2 separate regions of the Hordeum vulgare genome follow, and region 1 is linked to region 2. A link is a contact called in public Hi-C data. All regions are on one chromosome and are shown on one strand. The core of a region is the stretch at or near the end of the contact, and the rest is flanking DNA. Distances in the headings are between cores, read along the strand shown. Region 1 has its middle 10 kb from the start of LOC123411740. Region 2 holds the start of LOC123408868 (aspartic proteinase nepenthesin-2-like).

Region 1 (7,230 bases), core at 992-3,491, 75 kb after region 2:
GAAAGATTTAACCCTGTAGGATGCTCCAACTAATCCATACGTCCATACGTTAAACACCCGGGTGCTAAATAAAGTCATGATATTTGGGTAGCTCTTCTACCTCCATACGTTAAACACCAAGAACAACCTGCTGAATAAAATGATCATGCCAAATGCCACGTGCCCGTGACGTAATCATGTGAATGAGGAGATGCGATACCTCTTCTGCATCTGCCCGACAACAAGAAGAGTTTAGCACATTGTGGCCATCAAGCCTTAATTCCGCCCCATCAACGAGCTCTTCACTTCACCCATGCCACACCCGGCTTACCCGCCTCCATCTGAGGTTTCATCATGCTCCTCAAGCTTTGGAAAATCTAGGATACTAGGAACATGAAGGTGTTACAAGATCTTGAGATAGACTTGCAGTGTAAAATTGGAGCTATGATAGATAATCTTGCCATTTGGACTCATCGGCTTAAATATGCTTCATTAAAGGATCACGCTGGGTTGTGGCATGACATCCTCTCTTTGTGCAATGTGTGAACCTTCGTAAACTTTTCCAACATTGGTTAGATCTTTCTTATCAAAGGGCAAAACTTAGGCTTTGCTTGCAATGCTTGTTGTAGAATTAGGACTTGAATATGTGTCGCTTACTGCCACGGAGCTGCTCCCATGGAACAATTTTGTTCGCTAGGGGAGTAGCTCCTAGTGAACCTTTCGGCTTGTTCGCTACGTGGCTCACCATGGCGACCCCTGATCAGCCCAAAAGTTCTTCTAACTTAAAATTTCATGAACAGAAGAGAACAGTTCTTATAAACCACATGGAGAAGAACTAAAAACTGAAAATGACATGCTACTTTATAAAACTGCCATTCCTCTAATTTACAAGTTGGCAATGAGTATGATGAAAACCAAAAAACAAAGGTTGTGTGATCTAGAAAATAATTCGTGCTAAACTTTAAAACAGCCATCTTGCACATAAAAATCGCCATAAAAATTGTATACAAAACAGAGAAACCCATAAAATTTGTAAAATGCCATGCTTTGAAATAAATGAAAACTGCCATTTATCTAATTATAGATTTACTATGATAAACAAAATTCCATACCAATAAAAATAAACATTGCCATCCTCTAAATAATGAAAATGACATCCACTTTATAAAAATGCCCTAGCAACAATAATAAATATGCTATGCTCTCAGTAATGAAACTTTCATCCTCTTAATAATAAAACTACTACCCTCCTATTAATAAAAATACCATGTTATTAATAATAAAAATGCTACGCTCTTAATGATAAACCTTGCATACTCTTGATAATAAAAAAATGCTATGATACTAATAAAAACACTAAAAAACATAAAAACCAATATCCTAATAATATAAATGCCATGCTACTAATTATTGAAATGCAATATTCTTAATAAATATAACTGCCACGTGAGAAAGTAAAAAAACAATTCCAAAAACTGTCATTATATTGCTAAAATTTCCAAGAAGCTGTCCGTGGGGCCGTTGCAAAAAGACCTAGAAATTTTCATGCTACCTAAGAAATAAAAATTCTGGATTTTTGGATTAGTTTCAAATGAAAAAAAATGAATTTAGCTCTAAAAGATGCATAAACAGGTTTATATTTTTTATGAGTTATTATGTTGTGAGAAACTGTTTGTACAATTAGTGTGGCTACCAGAACTTAACTCAACTTTGAACCAATATTAGAGATAATTATCTTTAGAGGTCCTCCACGCTTGTGCATTCCATGTTCTGTATTCCCATGGAGTATATGCGTTCCCCTGGCTCTTGTCGTCGCCAAAAATATTCATAGTGCTGCATCCTAATCCTTTCTCTTTTCAGAATAAATAATTTATCCAGATAACACCATCGCCATGATTCAGCCGGGGTGGTCCAGAGCTTATCCACTGCTAACTGAGTGGTACTAATACTGATAGTGTCTCCCCTTCACCAGCTCATCCATCTTATCAGGACATCACATATCATTATACTGTAAATCAATAATATGCAAGCTAGCACTTTTCCCATGCATACATATTCACTCCCTATTCATTTCACGGCGACGTCCATGTCCGCCGCTCCCATCCGATCCATCTCCGCCACCCACATGTACGCGCCGGCTTCTATCCGTCTTCTCCCCGGGCGGCCATCGCCGTCGAACGTCGCCATGGCGATCGTGGTGCGGTCGGCGTCTCCGACGACCACCCACCGAATTGATAACCCCGTCCATCCATCACAGCTCTGCTCGCCCTACTGCAAGGTGCATGCATGGCCGACTGGCTTCTTGTCGGCGCCGCCCAGACACTGCATGTGATATAGGCAGCGCAATAACACGTACGACTACTGGAGTGAACTCAGACCAACATAATTTCTTCTTCTTCCCGTACGCGATGATAGGCAAGCAAGCCGTTGGCCGACACGACACCGGGTGCAAGTTAATTCCATCTGTAGAATAATTTTCTCCGAACACGATACGTGTAGCTTGAGATACTAGCTAGCATCTCGAACCATCTAGAACTGGAACAAAAGCGCCGTGTGGAAAAATCAGAGGTACATCTATCATCTAGACTAGATGCAGAAACAAGAGCAGGTACGTACAAAGACTTGCAGAAAATTCAGAGGCCACGGCTGATCATTGCGTGCAGATGCGTACGTGTCTTTCGCTTTCAGGCGGACGAGTTCGTGGGCGACGTGCACCGGATTCACATAACCACAAACACTGGAATATCAAATAGTCCCCGAAAGTCCGAACGACGAAAAATATGTGACCACACAATCGATTAGCCCATCATCATCGCAAGGAAAAATCTACCGGCCGTGCCTCCAGGCATGTGGGGCGACAAGGAAAAACTAATGAATTCTTGTAAAACAAGTCGACGGTATGAACACAGAGATTCGAAGTTCAAAATTCAAATGTCAAACGGCAGAATAACAAATTTTCGGGAAGTCTATACCATGAAAGAAGAATATAATCATCACAATCTGTCTGTGTCGCGAGACCTAGCTCGGCGAGAACAATAATGGAAAATCTACCGTTCTTGTTGGGGAATCCAAACACAAAGTCTCATACTATTTTTTTTCTCCTAAAACAAGTTGGCAATATTGAATCATAGAATGGGGGACGCATATGATGTCACCGAGATTTCAAAATTCAAATTTGACATGTCAGCATGCCAATAAAACAAAAACAAATAGCACTATCCACAGATCCATTTGTTAATTTGAGCTATACTACCATCCACAGCTAAACTTTATGTGTCATGCCATGCATGCCTTGTGGCCATATGTGGACTATAGATCATATCACGTGCTACATGACATCCCGCGCACCGATTCACGATCGGACGGCCCACCAGTCCCTTTCCGCCTTGTTGGGGAAGAGAAGTTGGCACCACAATCGGTGGCGCGAAAGCAACGCTCACGAGGCCGACAAACCACGATGATGACAGACTCCGCAGGAGCTCACACATAATCTTCTCCTTCTTCTTCGCATCTTTTTTGGAGATAAGATCGAGAGGTGGGCGTACGAGTGGCACCACAGACTCGTCCGTCCTCACCCACTATAAGTCCATCGGCGTCTCTGCTCTCCTCGACGAGGCCGGACAACAGTGCAACGAAGAAGTAGTCTACTTTTGGATCAAGAACTCAAGAACAGAGATCGGGGAATCGATCGATGGCTACGTTCGCGACGTCGACGGCGGCGGTGATGGGATCGGCTGGCCCGGGGCGGGTGGCCGGGCCTCGGCGGTGCATGGTGGCGCGGGCGTCCTCGACGATGGCGGCGACAGCCACGGTGGCCGAGGGGTGGACGCACTACGAGGTACTCGGGCTCGGGGCCGGGGCCAGCAGGGGCGAGATCAAGGCTGCGTACCGGCGTCTTGCCAGGGAAGTGCACCCTGACGCCGTCGGAGGTGGCGACGACGAGGGGTTCATCCGGCTGCACGCCGCCTACGCCACGCTCGCCGATCCCGACGAGCGCGCTCGCTACGACCGGAGCGTGGCCTGCCGCGCCGCAGGGATGACGATGCGCCGGGCGGCCTCGACGTCCTCACCGGCGTTCCGGCGGAGGACGTGGGAGACCGACCAGTGCTGGTAGGACGTACGGCGTCGCAAACACGGCTGCCCCCCATGGCGCCCAACCGGCAGCTGCCCGGTTCTCTCAGGCACGGCGCTGGACAGAAGGTCTTCCTGACTATCGTGCAACGTACGATCAGGATTGGACGGCCCAGATTAGGTGATGGAGACGTGGGAGCTCTGTACACAGCAAGAGGCGTTTTTAAAGATCTCTTGTGCGTCCAGTCAGTAAAAATGCAAATATGTAAACTACTTGTTATTTGCCTACTGTAAATTAACTGTCAAGGAATATATAGCACTTCCTCATTCACGGTTTAAAAGGCTTGCTTAAAAATCTCTAGAACCTATGTAGTTATCGACAGTTATGTAATAGGCTGAAAAATAACATTAACAATACTCATGCGTCTAATGAGTTAAGAAATTAACACGACATATGTATACATGAGTAGTATTAATTAGTAGGAGTGATTGCGTTGACGTCTTAAACTTTGTCTATTATAAAAACACACGTAAATTCAACTATGTCTTTTAAACCGTAACGGAGGGAGTACTCTAGGTCTCTTTGGTAATAGGAGGAATTAGTTAGCTTTTTCTTCTTCGCATTTTGTCTCTTTGATTCTGCACGAAATTAATGACCACAATACAACAATCCATTCCAGTCACTTGTTAAGGTTGGCATGTCATGGTTTTGGATAGGTAGGAAAAAGATTGTGGGGACAAATAGCCACAGGGCAAAGTAAGGATAAATGGTCAATGTGTCAAGGCGACTACTCTCACATGTTTTTACGTCTTCAATTTAACTACACGGAGTATATGTTTTCAGGGGCGGATGCAGGCTGACGGAAAGTCCCGGGCCGCCTTCAAGAATTGCCTATATTAGGGCCTTGTATCTTTAATAATTGTTACAGTTAACAAAGAAGTTGGGCCTAAGGACCTGGGCCCAGGCCTGGGGTCTTAATTGTGTACACCCGAACCGTTGACTAGACATGCAAGCATGGCATGGGACCCGCTGTCAGCGACACAATGGCAGTGAGGCTGGGCGTGGCCAGTTTTTTGTGAAAACCACATTTTTATTTATCACAAAAATCTCCTAACATTATTTGCTGCGGTGGAATCTCATTTTAAAAAATGATAAGAAGAAAAGGAGTGTTCCGTGCCACGAACCATCGACCTCTCACTAGCACATAGACTGTCCTAGCCGCTTCACCCATAACACATTCATATGTTAAGTGGATAAGTAAACATAATGTAGTTAAAAAGATTGCCTAAAGCAAAACTAGAAAAAGAGCTCCTAAATAAAGAGCGTCTTTGTTCAAAATTTCAAATAATAGTTATAAATAATAAAAATGTTTTTATAATTAGAAAATATATAAATATTCATAATTTAAAATTTAAAATCAAAATGTTTGTATAATACAATTTCATACATACAAATAAAAATATTTCTGTAATTACAAACATTTCAATAATTATACGCATGGTATAGTTCAAGATTTGCATAATAAAACATACATAGCTTAAGTTTTAAATGTTCATATGTGTATTCAGTGATGGATAATATATAAATTAAATAACATTTTTAAATATGATTAATGATCTAAAATTATACACAAGTGAATAGTAAATGTTTGTATTTATCATTTGTATAATTTACATATAAGCTGCAAATGTATAGTTCTTGTATTTAAATATTTAAACATTTTTATTTAAAATATATTTTAAATGTATGTATTTACTAAACATTTTTATATAATACATGTGTGTACATTTATTTTTTTAATTTACTAATGATTATCCTTGTGTGTACTATTTATATCCACTTGAAAAAAATAATTATACGACATAAATATATGAACATTATTTTTATTCCATACGTTTTATAAATGTCTTTAGAAAAAACTAGTGCGCGCAAAATGTGCGGCACTATTTGCAACTCATTTAAGCCTCTCATGTGTCCAGTTTATAGTACATGAAGACCTCTTAACAATATTGTGCAGAATAGTGTGAGTGGCGGAGTTAATAACTGATAACTCTCCAGTTGGTCGTGAGTTCAACTCGTTGAGGCCGTCTTATGTTTGTTTAATTTTTTTACTACTGACAGCTGGGCATCATGTCTCATAGAAGCGGAAAAATGTTTTTATGAGAAATAAAAAAATCAAGGGGGTTTTTGCAAAAAAAAGGCCGCACGCATTCATTCGTTCCTTTCAGTCGTTAACAGCGAGGCCCAAAAAAAGGTCGTACACATTCCTCCATTCCTTTCAGCCGTTAACAGCGAGGCCCACACAATGCTGGCGCTCCAAGTCATCTTTATTTTTTTATCAAACATGATTTGCATCGTATTTACACGTTCAAACTAAGTTGTTGCACCAGTTCAATGTCTGTCACAAGTTCTATCACCAAACTAACCATTTTAGTCAATTCTACCAATCCTGCCCCCCCCCCCCCCCCATATTTTCTTGGATGGGGTCTGGGTCGTTTCTAGTTGCAATTAAACCAGGCCAAGTCAGCCTTCACGTAAGTTGAAGTAGGCGTTGCACGTAGGTGTAGCAAAGCCCTAGAAAATATATTTTAAGATTCATCATCGAATGAATATTTTTCGAAAACATCTCAAAAGGGGCATCTGATTCCTACAATTTATTAAGAATAAGATAATTGCCTTTTAATTGGGGATAATTAGGCGAAAACACGACAATTTGCATGATTATTTAAGAAAAAATAGTGAAAACCACATATACCTATGCATACCGCATGATTGATTAAGGGACAATAGTGTAGAAAATCCGACCGTACGATTGATTAAAGGACAATCACGCAAAACAAACGAACATGATTTATTAAGCGACGATCATGCAAAAAAAAACCCACCACATAATTGATTAAAGAACAACCAACCAATAAAAATGACCACACGATTGATTAAGAGACAATCGGGAAAAAACAAACATGACCGGACCAGTGAAGTCGCCACCCTCACAGCTCAAGGTCGCCACCCCATGCTACGCAAAGTCGTGGGTCTACCTCCTAGAGCCGCCATTGCAAGGCCGCCCGAGGCTGCTGCCTTGGCCTACATCCATCGTTCTGAACCGTTGCCTCGACATCCACCCCCTGACCAGGAGGCAACCTTGCAAAACTACCGAAAACCTACTGCTCTACATTCGT
Region 2 (7,349 bases), core at 4,438-6,937:
GGAGGGGGGTGAAGTGAAGTGGCCAGTGTTTGGTCCGACGAGCGGATGGGAACAAATATATGTGGGGTCGATGCGGGTCAGACGGGCATGCGTGAACGCACTCGAGCTCTTTATATCCGCCCCATATTTAAGTTGAATATGAGGGATGCCGATCAGTCCGGATGTTCGAGGCCCGTTTGAGGGGTCGACTCGATCGATTTTTGTAACTGGTCAGTTTCTCCGGACGTTTGATGGTCGTTTTTCCGATAAATGGCATATATTAATATCGTGAAGATACCAATTACACCCAACCTCTGCAACAACGCAATGCCCTAATGACATGGCAGATGCACACAGCCAAAGAAACGAAGAAGAAGCTAAAAAAAAGTCCCACCACAGAGTTTCAGTACTTGCAACAGGAGCACAACCACCACCAAGACAACACTTGATGTCCAAGTACTCCAAAAACGACGCTTCCAAAAAGGAAACAATGCACAAGCACCGTCGTCGTCCAATCGTAAATCTTTTGTTTTCACCCTGGAGATAATCCCCGCTCTCAAAACAATATCTTCAACAAGGCCATTGCGAGGCACAACCAATTAAGGCCAAACCTTGGATTTTCATCATGAAAAGTAGGACCTTGAACTTCACCTGTGATGTCGCCCTCACTTACATACCACTGCTACGAATCCCGAAACTCCAAGCAAATTCCTCAATGCCGTAGGCTACAATCACCATTACAAGTCCTCCAATCTCGGCTTTCATGACATTCTCCGCCTCTGACTTTACCATAGAGTAAAATATCTCCTGAAGGAAACAGATAGCAGAGCTTCGCGTCACTCCCTCCTTGACGGAGAACCAACGGGAACGACCGAATTCCACCTGATCCAGCAATCACCATGCATAACACGCCCATGGGAGTTCGCCGGCGGAGCCTTTCGGAACCCGCCACTACGGCCAGATTAGAAAGTTCGGGCAGCCACATCGTCACCTCCACCACCATTTCCATGAAGCATCCGACGTCACGGTAGGAGCAACGCTTGATGGGCAGCCACATCGTCATGAAGGACGTGAGCACCGAGGCGGCGACAATGGCGAGCGACGTGGCGCCTGGCACCGGAGCTAGAAGCGTGGCACCGGGCGCAATGAAGGTGGTTGTGGCGGCCGTAGACGTGACGCGTCCATCATCGTCCTCCACTGCCAGCCGCGCACCGATGACTTCGCCTACTCCGTCACCAACCACGACATCGCCTCTGCCTGTACAACAAGCTAGCTCACACACACGTATGTATGTGTACCCACATGGAACGCGGACACGACTGGCTGACCTCGTTTGCGCGTGCAGAAACGGGTCTAGATACCTTCAAGAGGGGCTATATTTGGCGTGTGGGATCGGGCTCGAAAATTGATAATGGTGTGAACCTTGGATTCCGAGTAGCCCCTCCAGGAGAGTCATAACTCCTAGGGGGACCTGTGAAGTTAATACCGTGGATGAGCTGATCATTGCTGAGTCCCACGCATGGAATGTTCAACGCATCACTGAATTTTTCAGTCCAATAGATGCTGCAAGAATCCCGAGGGTCCCTTTAAACGCACACATGACCGAGGACTTTGTGGCATGGCATCTAACAAAATCGTATGCTTTCTCGGTGCGCTCTGCTTATTATGCACAATGAGATTATAAGTTTGGACCGAAACTGGTAGCCTATAGTGGACATGGTACAGCGGAGTGTAACCCGGGTTCGGAAATCTTAGGGCGGCTAAGAGTACCATCGAAGATGAAGATCTTCCTATGAAAAGCTCTATACGATACTATCCCTGGGTTAGGATTTTGGCAAACAGAAACATCAAAACTTCTGCGCAATGCCCTGTATGTCAAAGTGGTCATCACAACCCGGATATTCCCGTCATGGGAAATCTAGGTTTCAAAGAGGCAATCACCGTTGGCTCTTGGTACATATGGTGGCAGAGACGAGAGGCAGTCAAGGGCGCCTGTGTTGACAGCCCGGAGCGCTTTGCGTTTGCAATTTTGGGGCTGGCGACAAACTTCCAAGGAGCTGCGGGGCGGCCTAACCCACATGTAATCTCGTGGAAAAAACCGTCCTTCAATACCTACAGACTCAAATTGATGCCTCTTTCTTTCCAAATGGAACGGGGGCGACGGCTGCTGTTCTCCGCGACCATCGAGGTGCTGCGGTGGCAAGAGGGGATGGCCTTTAACTTATATTCTCGATGCAGCTACAGCAGAGGCAATTGCTCTACAAAAAGGGTTGGCTCTGATTGAGCAACTTATGTGTTCTCCGGTGATCACTGAAACAGATCCACTAGAGCTTATCTAAGCGTACAATGGGGTGGTCGAAGTTTGGAGTCCCTTCACAACGATTCTTGTGTACTGCTTTGTGAAGGCGCATAGCAGTAGTTCAGTTTCTGTTCAACACTACGAGCGAGAAGCAAATTCTATGGCATACAATTTAGCTAGGCATGCTTTCATATCTCATCGGAGATCTTGTGGGATTCAAATCCATCTAGTTTTATTAGACAAGATGTAATATACGATGTATCCTTGTTTGTCTAAAGCAACGGATTTCTTACGCACTCTTTTTCTTTCAGTGTAGCTAAAGGGAGTGGAAAGATTTTTAATGACGCGGCCTACTTGCTTAATAAATTGGATTTGAATATGTGTTAAAAAAAAACTTACCCGTCGTCCTCCGCCCACAAGGAGAAAGGAAGTACAAACACACACCCTCCGAGAACCGTCTAGTTGATCATGTCATGTTTGCTCACGCCTCTGCTGCTCTCCGTTCGTACGCCGGCGCTACGGCTACTCGTGCTCTGCTTGGCGCACGCTCGGTAATACGGAGTAAGTACGTACACATGACATGCGCCGGTGCACGTAGGAATCAGCCAGGAAATGCTCGACGGTGAAGTACCACTAGCCGTATATACTATCTGCCCTCTCTTGATCGTGCATCTGATCGAGGCATAGTATATACTCCCTACGTTCTTAAATATAAGTCTTTTAAACGATTTCACTAAGGGTCTACGTATGAAACAAAATGACTGAATCTATCTTCTAAAATATGTTTATATACATCCGTATGTAGTTCATTAGTGAAATCTTTATAAAGATTTATATTTAGGAACGGAGGGAGTATATCTGATCGGCGCCAAGCACGACGAGCGTTTCATCGATGAAGCAGCAGCAGCAGCAGCGCTCTGCTCGGGTCGGGTCGGTGCGTGCCCATGCATGTGCACGCGTGGGGGCTCGACCGGGTCGTCGAGCGAGCGGGACGCCGCCGCTTCCACTTGAGAATACGTTGAAATCCGTGGCGTTGGTTCCTTCCTACTCAAAGCGCTGCCAACAGGTTTCGAAAAAAAAAAGTGCTGCCAACCAAAGTTCACGTACGGATCGCTGGCGACGGTGCTCCTACCAAGGCTGGCCCGTGAAGCCGTAAGCTCAACAGCTAGCAGGGCACCGGCGTGCGTCGTTCCCCTTCCCCGGCGTGGCCCGCGCTCCACTCGTAACGCCGGCGACCGGCCGGCCGCCATGCCGAGCAGGGCAGATTCCAGAGCGCAAGATAGTACTGTACTAAGGAGGAAGCAAAAGAAAAGTCGTGTGACGCCAACACATCACAGAGTGCAGCGACGAGATCCATTTACGATGTCATCATCACGGTCCACATAAGCCATCTGTCTATACACACAAGCAAACAAAAAACGATGAGCAAAAAGTCCCAAAAAAAATTCGACCAAACAAGCGGCCGAATTGGTCAAAATTCCACCAAAGCCTCTCGCTTTTTTGTAGAGAGACCTTGCTTGTCAACCCAAACCCAGTTTACTTCTACACACAACCCAGTTTCTTTCTTCACTGTCTGTTCTTCCCATCCAGTCAGCAGGGCCACCTACATACTCCTATTACCATTCAATCAGTCAATCCGTCAAAATGTACGGCGGCCGATGAGCCTGGCCTAGACGTCGGCGCAGCGGCGCGGCGCGAAGCCGAGCCGGTTGCGCTCCAGGTCGTAGAGGACGTGGAAGTTCTGCTGCTGGTAGTTGCCGATGATGGACATGCCGGACCGCGGCGTGCCCAGGACGGCCAGGCACATCACCCCCTCCGGCTCCAGCCGGATGAAGTAGTTCTCCGCCGGGAACTCCCACGCCGCGCCGTCCGCGAACACCAGCGACAGCTCCGGCACCTCCACCTTCTCGGCTCCGGACACGTTGTAGCACGGGCTCAGCACCGGGAAGCCGGGGATGAGCGGGTAGGATGGGCTCATGCGGTCCATGAACGCCTGCCGGATCGCCTGGTACGCCGGCTCCGGGAAGTAGCTCAGCGTCGTGCCGGAGTCGATGATGGTGCCGCCGGCGGACAGCGTGTCGGACGGGATGTTCAGCGCCTCCCCGCCGACGAGGACGGACTTGAGCTGGAGGTAGTAGAAGGTGTCCGCCGCGTCGGCCGTGGCCGGCGCGAAGGCCGTGTAGTTTAGCTGCGGGTGCGCGAGCAGCGCGTCGTCGTGGCCGAAGATGATCTTGCTCCCGGCCGCGCTGCCGTGCTCCACGAGGCAGTAGGAGAAGGCGTGCCCCCCGTAGACGCCGCGCAGCTGGGACGCGAACGAGAGCGGGCCGCGGCCGAGCCCCAGCAGCCCCGCGGCGCCGTGGAAGAGGCCGCGGTTCTGGTGGCCGCACCCGAATGCCACGCCGTCGACGCGCCGGGTTCCTGATTGGGTGAGGTTGACGGTGAAGGCCTCGAGGGCGAGGTCGCCGGTGGTGTTGGACTGGTCGCCGTACCAGTAGTAGTAGGGGCAGGGGTCGCTCCGCGGCCTGCGGCACGACCTGGGGCCGGTCAGCGGCGGCGGCGGGGAGACGAGGCCGCAGCGGCTGTCCCCGCAGGTGACGTTGCGGTAGGAGGCGGAGGCGGCCGGGTCGAAGACGGGGCCGGTCTGGTGGAAGCAGTCGAGGCAGGGCGCGCACTGCAGCCAGTTGAGGTCGCTGCCGGTGTCCATGATCATGCGGAACCGGCGCGGCGGCGTGCCCACGTACACGTCCACCAGGTACTCCCCCGAGCCCACCGCCACGCCTGACTCCACCGTGGCCACCACCCGCTCCGACAGCGCCCGCCGCGGCCGCGAACCCTTCCGTTGCGCCGCGCCGGGCAGCGCGGCCCTCCTGCCGTGCATCGTGTCGATGCGGGCCGCGTCCTTCTTGGCCGAGTCGAGGACGAACAAGCCCGACCCCGTCGCGCCCGCTGAAGCGGAGCGGTGGGTCATGTGGAGCTTGAGAGACGGTGTCCGGCGCGCGAGCTCCTCCTCCTCGGCGACCAGCCTGCCGTCGCAGCCGGCGTCGGCGACGGCGGTGTTGTAGGGCGGGAACTCGATGCCGTACAGCGGTCCGGTTCCGGCCGACGCCGACGAGTTGCTGCCGGCGCGAACGGACGAGAGCGCGAGCAAGAGCAGCAAGAGCGCCAGCAGAGAATAGCACACGGGCAGGTGGTTGAGGTTCGCCATGGCTGAGGCCTGAGAGAGGGATGGGGGCGTCGGCGATTTGTGGGGAGGTGAGCTACGGAAGCCGAGGCGGAGGGGAGAGGTAAGGTGGTGGGGGTTGGAATGGTTGTCGGGGCCGTGGAGAAACAACGCGGAGAGTTTGTATTGTTTTGACCAGGAAGATCGATGACCTTTTCGCGGTTCGTTAGAGCAACAAAGTGAGGAAAATAACTACTAAAAAAATAGACTTATTACAGTAGACTACAACAGTACTCCTTACGGAAATTATACTACAAGAGAATTAAACTAACTACTGCAGTAGGCTACAGTGTATTCCTCAAGAAAAAAATACTAGAGTGGACTACAACAGTATTCCTCGAAGAAAAAAAAAACAGTACTACTTCCTACCTTTACTTTTTACTCAACAAAGAGAATACAGTAATGCAGTAGTAGTGCCAGTATATTTTGAAAGCATTTGACTTGCTGGATGTTGACTACCCATTTGCGTCACCAGGACGTGGTGTAATGCAATGACGTGTGGCTCAATTAGCCGGCCAGCACCAACCCCACGTCGACGTGTGTCCTTCACGGTAGGAAAGACTTGCACGCATGACTTCTGACCTGGCCCCGCGGAGAAAAGTCTGAAAAAGAGACCGCTGACCTGGCAAACAGGCGATGGATCGAGTCAAAGTGCATTTTTTTTAAGGAAAAGACAGCTCGAGACGAAGCTAGGAGTAGCAGCGATCGCACGTCCCTATCAATCAACGTAGACTGGGTGGAGGAATATATTCCTGTTGAGACCGACACGGCATGCGGTCTACGCACGTAATTTCCCGGAAAATTTCAGATCCAGCGGCGCGCGCGCCGTTTTACACGGAATTTGCTGCGTCCGGTTCAAGAATTTCGGTGGCCGGGGACGGGAGACCGGGAGCACGGAGCAGGGCACGTCACGTCCCTCTCGGCCGCGCGGCTCACACGCCAGATCGGAGGGCCAGACCGACCGACGAAGCAGTCGCCGGAATTTCGGTTTTTCTCATGGAGAGAGTTCCTCTGCTGCATCGTCCGATTTGTATCTGACGGACCGCCCGCGGCTCTTCGTTTTACTAGTTACTAGCAAAAGGGCCCATGCGTTGTAACGGAAGAAAAAAAAAATCATACGGCACACGCTCTTAATTTATAAAAAATGTCTATAATTTGAAAATTTATAGTTATGATATAAGTAAAGATGATCTTATCCTAAAAAATGCAGTTCAAAATTTTACAGGTCTTCTATTTTAATACGGCTTGCATGTAGATTTAATACGTGCAAAGAATCAGTCCAGTGACCTTCAGTTTCATCTCTAATCCTGATTTTGTTGACGTGTTCATTCCCAATCCGGATGAGTACCAGTATGAAAGAAAGACGAATAATGACTTATTTATTAAGATTGCACCCTAGATAGTATTTTTATTAAACGTTTAACAGATAAAATAATATCATATTTAAATTCTACATATTTTTCTAATCAAATTCCATGTATAATATGTTAAATTTGAAGTTACGGTTTAAAAGATATGAGTATTTAAAAAAATATTTAATATATATACTACGAGTTTAATATCATAAACAGTAAGGGCTTTTTTGTTACATGTGAAAACTATTGGATGTGAAAACTATGTTGTTATTACAATGTTCCCCGTTTTTTTCCGACGGAAGCGATAGCCTCTTTATTATTAGGTAAAGATTTTATTACATGTGAAAACTATGTTGTTATTACAATGTTCCTCGTTTTTTTTTTCTTATCAAAGAGCTTACTTCGTGGTTAGTGTAAGTGTGTGACTTGCTGGCTAAGAAAGCTTACCGCGTGCAAGCAGCATGCAAGCAAGCGGTGACGAGGATGCAACCACGCT

The links. A called contact is a pair of places that touch in the nucleus more often than the background predicts.
Region 1: a contact with region 2 is called in a Hi-C map of an unstated tissue, with 5 times the contacts expected there. The contact joins the enhancer-like site here to the promoter of LOC123408868 in region 2. A contact is called at or near these places in 3 of 6 Hi-C or Micro-C datasets (leaf, seedling and an unstated tissue).

What each region holds. Positions count from the first base shown.
Region 1 is chr7H:618,040,005-618,047,234 of MorexV3_pseudomolecules_assembly, forward strand. It overlaps the pseudogene LOC123411741. Among protein-coding and RNA genes, the nearest start is that of LOC123411740, 10 kb to the left of the region's middle. Within about 2 kb of position 2,242, at least 3 of the 3 cell types and tissues checked have open chromatin away from gene starts, as enhancers often do. A contact at or near this core is called in leaf and seedling, where this site is marked.
Region 2 is chr7H:617,961,487-617,968,835 of MorexV3_pseudomolecules_assembly, forward strand. LOC123408868 (aspartic proteinase nepenthesin-2-like) reads right to left here and starts at 5,688. Exons shown (of 1, transcript XM_045101904.1): 1 at 3,635-5,688. The coding sequence starts at 5,483. The coding sequence ends at 3,948.